Regions from separate parts of the Rattus norvegicus genome. Here all the other regions are linked to region 1. Evidence: chromatin contacts called from public Hi-C data. All regions are on one chromosome and are shown on one strand. Each heading gives the region's core, a stretch centred on a gene start, on an enhancer-like site or on the middle of the called end of the contact. The rest is flanking DNA. Distances are from core to core; before and after follow the strand shown. Region 1 holds the start of Micu3 (mitochondrial calcium uptake family, member 3). Region 2 holds the start of Cnot7 (CCR4-NOT transcription complex, subunit 7). Region 3 holds the start of Zdhhc2 (zinc finger DHHC-type palmitoyltransferase 2).

Region 1 (2,597 bases), core at 25-2,524:
TTGAAACCTCAAAGCCCACCCCCAGTGGCACACTTCCTCCAACAAGGCCATACCTACTCCAACAAGGCCACGCCTCCTAATAGTGCCACTCTGTATGAACCTATGGGAGTCGTTTTTTCTTCAAACCACCACGACAAATGAACAAAAGAAGGACAATAAGATGAGTTTGCTTGCTCTGGGTGGCGGAGGGGGAAGCTTTACTGGTAGTAAGTCTGAGCGGCTATTCCATACTATTCTTTAAATAATGTAGAAGTCCCTGCCAATAGGTGGCAAGCAAAGATGGGGATTTTAAGGACTACACAAGAGGAGTTGGGCAGTAAAGCACCAATAGCAAAGACCTTGATGATGTGAAGAGTATGTTAAAAAAAAAAAAAAAACTAAGTAGGTGTAATGGTCATGGTTAGAATTTTACTGGCCTTGGTGTTAGAATATATATGTGCATCGCTAAAAATTTGGTTACTGCCAACAAAGAGATACCTGAGAACAAAGGGTCATGTGACCATCAGGCCAGGGACTTGTGGCAGTGGATAATGGTGAACTTCCTTATGGGACTGTGAGAACTGAGATTGAAGGCTCTATCTAATGTGCTAGCTCCTAAAAATCTCAAAATCTCAGGACTTGTTTTTGAATTAATCCTTCTCCACGATCAACTTCCTCCTTTGATTCTTTCCATTTTTCCCCTTTGGCCTCCTCTACATTGAGCAATGGTTCTCAGGTATACTAGTGTTTCCTAAAAATATTAACACTAATTATAAATCATTAGCCTGTCTTTGCCCAAAGTCCAGAAGCCATCCTTATGTAGCCCACAAATATTAATTCAGAACTGCGGTCTTTATGACTTGAAGCAAACATCAGCATGCAACCACAGAGCACTCGGACCGTGTAAGGATCCAGCACGGAGCAGAACACAGAGAGCAGCCGGGCCTCTCTCCGAGGGGCGCCGAGTCACCCCGCAGCCTCGGCTCCTGGAGTTCCGCCGGCCAGCGGTTCACGGGTGTTGGGCTCCCTTGCTAGTTGCCGTGGCTACGGGCACTGTCCTCTACTACTGCGTGGCGGGGCTGGGGAAGCACGATGGAGAACAGCCTGGACTTGGGCGGCCCTCGAGCTCTCTCCAACGTGCGCCTGTATCCAAAGGCTGCTCTCGGGTAAGCCGGGTCCCGGCTACGGTCGACAGCTCGTCCGCTCCAAGCGCTAGCGCTGCTCCGACTTCTCGCGAGATTTCAGACCGCCTCTCCCGCCCCCACTCCCCACGGCTGGGCCCGCAGCTCCCGCTATGGCTGCGCTGCGGAGGCTTCTGTGGCCGCCGCCTCGGCTTTCGCCGACGCTCGCCCCTCAGCAGCCATTCCTCTCGCCATGGGGGCGGCCTGCGGGGACGGCTCCGGGGATGTCGGGTCGGCCCTTCTCCGGCCGGGAAGAGGACGAGGGGGCCGTAGCGGAGGCGGCGTGGCGGCGGCGGCGCTGGGGTGAGCTGAGCATCGCGGCGGCAGCGGGCGGGGGGCTGGTCGGCCTTGTGTGCTACCAGCTGTATGGGGACCCCAGAGCCGACCCCTCGGAGCTAGTGGCCCCAGAGCTGGACGAATCGCCCCGCGGCAGGGGGCTGCTGCCCATCCCGGTGGCTGCTGCCAAGGAGACGGTAAGTGCCTGAGCGCGTGCGCGCACCCCTGGAGGTTGGGTTGTCAGGTGTCCCACCTGCCCCGGGAGGGAGGGCTTTGGAGGGGGGGGGGTCACTGTGACACTTGACTGACACTTGGAAGCACTGTGGAAGCACTGCGAACTCTGTAACACAGATCAACGTCAGGCGTCCCTGTGCACAAGGATGCTGGGAAAAGATGAGGATGTTTCGATCACTCATGCCTCAGGACAATTCTGGTTGCTGCAGCTACCATCGAGCAACCAAATACAAACCAGATCCCCTCATGACACAAGTGTCACAGCTAAGGGACTTGACAGGCATAAACACGAAGAAGTGATGGAGGGCCGCATGAGTAAGAGAAACTCAAGAGAAAACGGTACTGGAGGCGAATGCCGGATGCATTCTGAAGGTGTCTTTAGATATTAGAGTCTGACTCATTAGTCCCAAGAGAGATGTTGCCAAGAAAGAGAACAATTACTCAAAAGCAGTACATCTCTCTTTCTCTTTCTTGCGTTAAAACCAGAATCCCTGAAGTAATGGATTAACACAAACCAGAAGATAGGTCATGAAAGGTGGTAAACTATGCATGAAGCCAACTGCAGAAGCATATAAAAGCACAGAGCAGTTGTGTAGTTCTGATATAAGGTAAAGACTGTAAGGCAAGAAGAGTAAGAGGTGTGGCTTTTCCCCCCACTTCTCTGTATTTGTTATGTAAATGACTTAGAGAATTAGCCTAGGGAATGTTTTGACATCTGGCTAGAAGAATGTGACAAGATTAGATGGGATAATTTAGAAAAACAGCAGCTGTGCCCCTTTTAACCCTAATGAAATTTTGTGTTATTTCTCCTGTATGTAAGTCTATAGTGATGATGTACAAGTATGCAACTTCTTTTCTATGTTTAGGATGAGGATTGGCAGTGCATTCAGCCCAGGGAATCTAGGCTGTGTACTTTTGCTTAGTGCC
Region 2 (2,597 bases), core at 68-2,567, 230 kb after region 1:
GGAATAAAAGCACCACAACACCGATTTGCCAGGTGAATATAAATCTCACTAAGATCTGCTCCGAATTCAATTCACTCTTCACAAAACTATGATCCATTTCAAGCTTAAAAAAAAAAAAAAAAGAAATTAACGAAATCAAACGTTTCTTAATAGAATGCTTGCTTTTATTCTTCTAACAAAACATTTAAAATCTTATTCAAACCAGATTGGAGGAACTATTTTTAAAAAATGTTTTGAAAAGCATCAGGCAATCTCAGAAATAAATGCTCAAATAGCGGGAGGGAGAAAGGAGGAAGGCAATGAAATGTGAGCATTTAAAAATTTCTAATTTCAAAAACATTTCTCCTGGCTGCCAAAAAGGGACCTCATATTTACGCCATAAACACAAGGTTCACAAGGTAAACAGTGATGAGATAATTAATAGAGACGAACAGGGACCAACAAACAATAACCCCCCCCCCCCCCAACAAAATAAACGAGTGAAAGGAGGATGGCTTTGTGTCCTAAACTCGTAAATGCAAGCTGGAGAAATCTCAGAAACAAAAGGTGATGAGGGGCACGCCTTCTTTCTTACTCTCCTTCCTGCCAACGTCGGTACACTCACACACTACGGAAACACTGTAATTTAACACCGCTCTCCTCCACCCCTCTTCTCTACTGCGGTCTCAGGGTCCCTGAAGAGGCAGCAAAGGCCTTCTCATTACTGAGGTCGCATGTCCTCCGTGGGCAACGTGAAGAAAGCACAGACGCATTCATGTCAAGGATAACTCTCTTCGCTGGCACACAGCCAGGTCGAGGGTGCTGATAGCATTTACTAGAGTCAGATTGACTCCCAACCACCGCGAAGAGGAGCTACTAGTTCAGAAGTAGGCCACCGCCCTCCACTCTCAATTTCCTTCCCACAACGAAGTCCCAGGTACAAAGCGGTGGCGTCATCACTGCGCGCCGCGCCCCAGACAGGCCCCCGGCCCGTTACCTCCCCCTCTAATACCCCCCCTCTGCCAGCTCTGTCCACCACAGCCGCGCTTCAGCGGGCGCCATCGCGCGCCCTCTCCGGCTCCCACTCCCGCCCCTTTCCCATTGCCCCAGCACGCCCGGGTCCCGCCGGATCTACTTGTGTCTCTGAGCTCGCGCTCCTCCTCCTCCTCCTCGCCATAGAGATAGCACCCGGCGGCGGTGGCGGTGGCGGTACCGGCGGCGGCAGAGGGAGCCCCATAGACAGCTCTCGCCCTGCAAAGGGGAAAGGGGAGCCGGAGCTGCGCTCTGCCCAGCGCTGCGACGTCGCTCCTCGCACGTCCTATCGAGGGCGCGGCATGATGACGCAAGCCCCGAGTGGGCGGGGCTCTCAGGAGGCGGGCCGGGCAGGTGACTGACGCTGGGCAGGGGAGCTCCCGGACAGGCGACGGGCCTAGCTAACTGACCGGGTGGTGTTGGCCGAGAGCGCACCGGGTCCTGTCCAGCAGGCGAGTCGCCCTTTTCCAGCCGTCCGCAGAGATAACTAATCCGGCTGGAGCCTGGGACTCGCGAGTACGGCGTGTCGGAGAAGGCGCGGCCCCTGGCGCCTGGTCCCGGCCGTGCTCGGTCGCTGAGGAACCACTGGGCTAAGCGAGGAAGAGCAGGCCGGAACCTTCTAGGGCCTCGGGCCCGGGGACCCGAGGAGGATGAGCTGGCTCTTTCCCCTGACCAAGAGCGCGTCATCCTCCGCGGCCGGGTCCCCTGCCGGCCTCACCAGTCTTCAGCAGCAGAAGCAGCGGCTGATCGAGTCACTCCGGAACTCCCATTCCAGGTGACTGGTGGCTTTGACCGAGGGTAAAGTAGGACAGGAGGGCGGGCTGCCTGCAACACCGGTGCAGCTCCTCAGGCCGCTCCGCCAGCTGCCTCCTGTTGATAGTCCTTCCAATGGGTTAGGCGCTTGCTTCCCGAGTGTGTCGCTGGTGGCCCACTGCTGTTCAGCCCTTCTCTTGACTTTCTCATCTCCACGGAGATAGTTATCTATATTCAGCATCCCTAGCTTCCACGCTAATTTTCCTTTTGATCCACCGATGATTGTAGCCTTGCATCGAATTGTTAATATGCTAACACTTGGTTAGAGACAGTTTGGGAAGATAATTCCCAAGTTTTACAAAGTGAGAAATTAAACTGTTGCAACATCGAAGGAAAGGGAAGCCAGTGTTTTTAGTTAACTCTGTCCTGGTGATAATCCTTTTGAATCTGTAATTAGAGCTCACCCTGTTCCAATAACCTCTCTCTGTCTTGTAAGAGTCTTTAGACTTCTCACTTTCTTGTATTTAGCTCCACATTTAGGACTTGCCATATATCATATGAGTTTGTCTTTTGAGTTTGCTTATTGTATCGTAGTCTAACTAGAAATACAGGAATTCAGATTATTTCGACTTTAAAAAAGCTGTAAAGTCATTTGCTGCAATCTTTTTGTTTAAAGTAGATATGACCGTGGCTGCTACAGGTTTTCAAATATTAGAGCTGCTTTGCAATATTTTAGTTTTACAATTAATTAACAGCTTCACAGCATATTTTATGTATAGAGGCCAACATGATTAAACTCTAGATTTTCAAAAGCCTTCTCACATTTTACACAT
Region 3 (2,597 bases), core at 73-2,572, 130 kb after region 1:
TCACTGGCTTAGAACATTTCAGTGACTTAAAGTCCCTTAGCAGCCTGATGATTATTTCCTAGGTACTTTCGAATGCCAGTGAGTGAGGCTGTTTTTGCATTGATGTGGTCGCTGTTTCAGGGACATTGGCTTGATAGTTAATCCAGTCTAAGGAAGATAATTGAAAAGCCAGGGGAACTTGATTGGAGCTGGGTTTCTATACTTCCGTATTCTATTCACGTTTATCAAGTAATTCTATCCAATAAGGTTGTGTGGCCTAAATATAGTTTTCATTAATGATATCTGGTACCTGTTACACATACTAATTGTTTATATAATGGGAGGGGCAATCTCAGAAACGTGTATCTTTCTCCATTCACCAACAATTAACTGTGGGATGTTTGTTCTAACTACCATTAGGATCCTTTCCAGTGGTTAGGGCAACCGCTTTGAAGTCTACAATATGCTAAATTTAGAATTGCTATCACAATCGAAAACACTGTCAGGCTGGATAGGATGGGAAAGAATGCAGAGAAGGAATTGCTTGACTCTTGGTAGGGGGGAGTGGTAAACTTTACTCTTAGAATCACTAGACAATTTAACACAGAAAAAGAGAATCTTCTCTCAGCAAAGATTTGCCATGCCTAACTCTAGTTAGTGTCAATGGATTTACAACATAAAATGCAAATTGCTCCCTCTGGCTAGGGCCTCTGACAACCCTCTTTGGTGGCGATCTGGGTACCTACCACCTACGTAGGCGTCCTCATGCCTAAACACTTATTTTGCTGGCCTGTTCTGGACTGACCGCACTTTGGCTACTCTCAGCCAGTTTACTGGCACCCACAAGTTAAAACGAGAATTTTCTGGGCAGGATGCAGGGGTGCGGGCCTGGGCGCCTAAGGACTTAGTGGCGCAGTCCTTCCTGGGCCTGGCAGGTGAGGAGTGGGATAGCAACTGGCTGGAGTCCCGGGGCGTTCGTCCCTCCCACGCGCGACTCTGCGCAGTGTGTCCCCTCCGATCCGGGAGCGCGCCCTGGGAGTGGCTTGCGTCTGGGGAGGGTGACCCAGAGCGAGTGTCAATTCTCATTACTGTCCCACTGGGAGCGAGGGCCAAGGTGGGTATCGAGTCTCCACCTCCAGCACCCCTGCGGTGGCCCGCGGCAAGGACGCACGGGTGGCCGCGTGCCCCGGAGCGCCGTGGGAGTCTGAGCCCGGATCCCTGTACCCCGCCCCAGGGCGCAGCCCGCCGCGCAGTGGGAGGCGGCGAGGCGGGGACCGGGCGGGGACCAGGCGGGGGCGGAGCGGAGCTTCCCGCCGCCTCATTGCCTTCGTCCTCCGCCTCTGAGCCGCCGCCTCAGCCCGGCGGAGCAGCGGGAGTCCGCGGCGCCCGCTCGCCGCCGCGGGATGGGGAGCTAGCGCCACGGCGGCCGCGGTGGCCGCAGCACAGCCGGCCGCCGCCCCCGGGCCTGTCCCGCCGGGTGCTCCGGGAGCCCCGAGCCCGGCCCCGAGCCAGGCCCGCGGGCGGCGGCGGCGGAGGAGCTGGGCAGGTGTATGCGGCTGGAAGATGGCGCCCTCGGGCCCCGGTGGCGTGAGGCGGCGGTGCCGGCGGGTGCTCTACTGGATCCCTGTGGTGTTCATCAGCTTGCTTCTGGGCTGGTCCTACTATGCTTACGCGATCCAGCTGTGCATAGGTAAGTGGGTGCCCACGTCCAGAACCCCACACGCATCCCCCTCGCCATCCCGGGACTACTGCTCCGCTCCGCAATTGCTTCCACTCAGTGCATCCGCTGGGCTCTTCCCACCCCGCTGCGCGCCCTGGGCGCTTTCCAGGACCTGCCTGTCTGCCACCCCCACTTCTTCCCCTCCTCCGCCCCAGCGGAGGTCAGCCAGCCTCCTCGAAACCTGGTTGACCTCTGTAACTCTCTTGGCTTCCCTCGGCAGCTTTCGGGTTACCGGGTCACCTCCACCCCAGGACATATGGCCCCAGAGTACCTCCCTCTGCCTTTCACTCACCACTGCCACCCCAGCCACACCCCCCTCGCTGGGCAGGACAGAACAGGGGACCACAGTGGTCTCCACTGTCTGCTGCCTCAATGGAGAGCTGAGGCCTGGAAGCTGCACTGGAGGCCAGAGGGCTGGAAGCTGGGCCAAGAATCAAAGCTACGCCAGACCCGCGAGGGGGGAAATGCTGGCCTTAACCTCGGGTGGCAGAGCCAGCTTCTTTTCCGATGGACATAGACCCTCTTTTAAAAACACATTGTGACAGCGCTCACTCACTACCGTTGTAACAGCCTGTGTGGTTTGACAGTTGATATCTAGCCACTTTATAATTCAAAAAGAGGCAGAAGGGGCGAGCCACTAGAAAGTATTTTTCGAAGACCTGTGAGAAATACACGACTGTAGTTTAGATGCTGGGATAATAGAAAGTGGGGCGGGGAAAGTCATCATCTAAGGTTCTTGCATCCAGACAGCCAAGTGGCCCCGGTCCAAGATAAAGCTTCTGAATTGGTGGGTGGAGCACTTTCAGCACTGAAGATCCTTTTTTTTGAGGTTGATTATTCATAAGCAGGGAATACAGTTATGAAGCTTAACGTAAACTTTCTGCCTTCGGAGGTTTTG

What was found. Hi-C and Micro-C count contacts between places; a contact is called where the count stands out from the background.
Region 2: a Hi-C map of the A7r5 cell line shows a contact between it and region 1, with 2.0 times the contacts expected there. The contact joins the promoter of Cnot7 here to the promoter of Micu3 in region 1. A contact is called at or near these places in 2 of 12 Hi-C or Micro-C datasets (the A7r5 cell line and Schwann cells).
Region 3: a contact with region 1 is called in a Hi-C map of liver, with 2.5 times the contacts expected there. The contact joins the promoter of Zdhhc2 here to the promoter of Micu3 in region 1. A contact is called at or near these places in 9 of 12 Hi-C or Micro-C datasets (the A7r5 cell line, the Rat2 cell line, Schwann cells and 5 more).

The regions. Positions count from the first base shown.
Region 1 is chr16:58,712,523-58,715,119 of GRCr8, reverse strand. It overlaps Micu3 (mitochondrial calcium uptake family, member 3), which reads left to right and starts at 1,274. Exons shown (of 14, transcript NM_001191892.1): 1 at 1,274-1,633. The coding sequence starts at 1,274.
Region 2 is chr16:58,477,602-58,480,198 of GRCr8, reverse strand. It overlaps Cnot7 (CCR4-NOT transcription complex, subunit 7), which reads right to left and starts at 1,317. Exons shown (of 7, transcript NM_001107313.1): 1 at 1,115-1,317. It overlaps Vps37a (VPS37A subunit of ESCRT-I), which reads left to right and starts at 1,422. Exons shown (of 12, transcript NM_001024867.1): 1 at 1,422-1,786. The coding sequence starts at 1,662.
Region 3 is chr16:58,580,241-58,582,837 of GRCr8, reverse strand. It overlaps Zdhhc2 (zinc finger DHHC-type palmitoyltransferase 2), which reads left to right and starts at 1,322. Exons shown (of 13, transcript NM_145096.3): 1 at 1,322-1,669. The coding sequence starts at 1,543.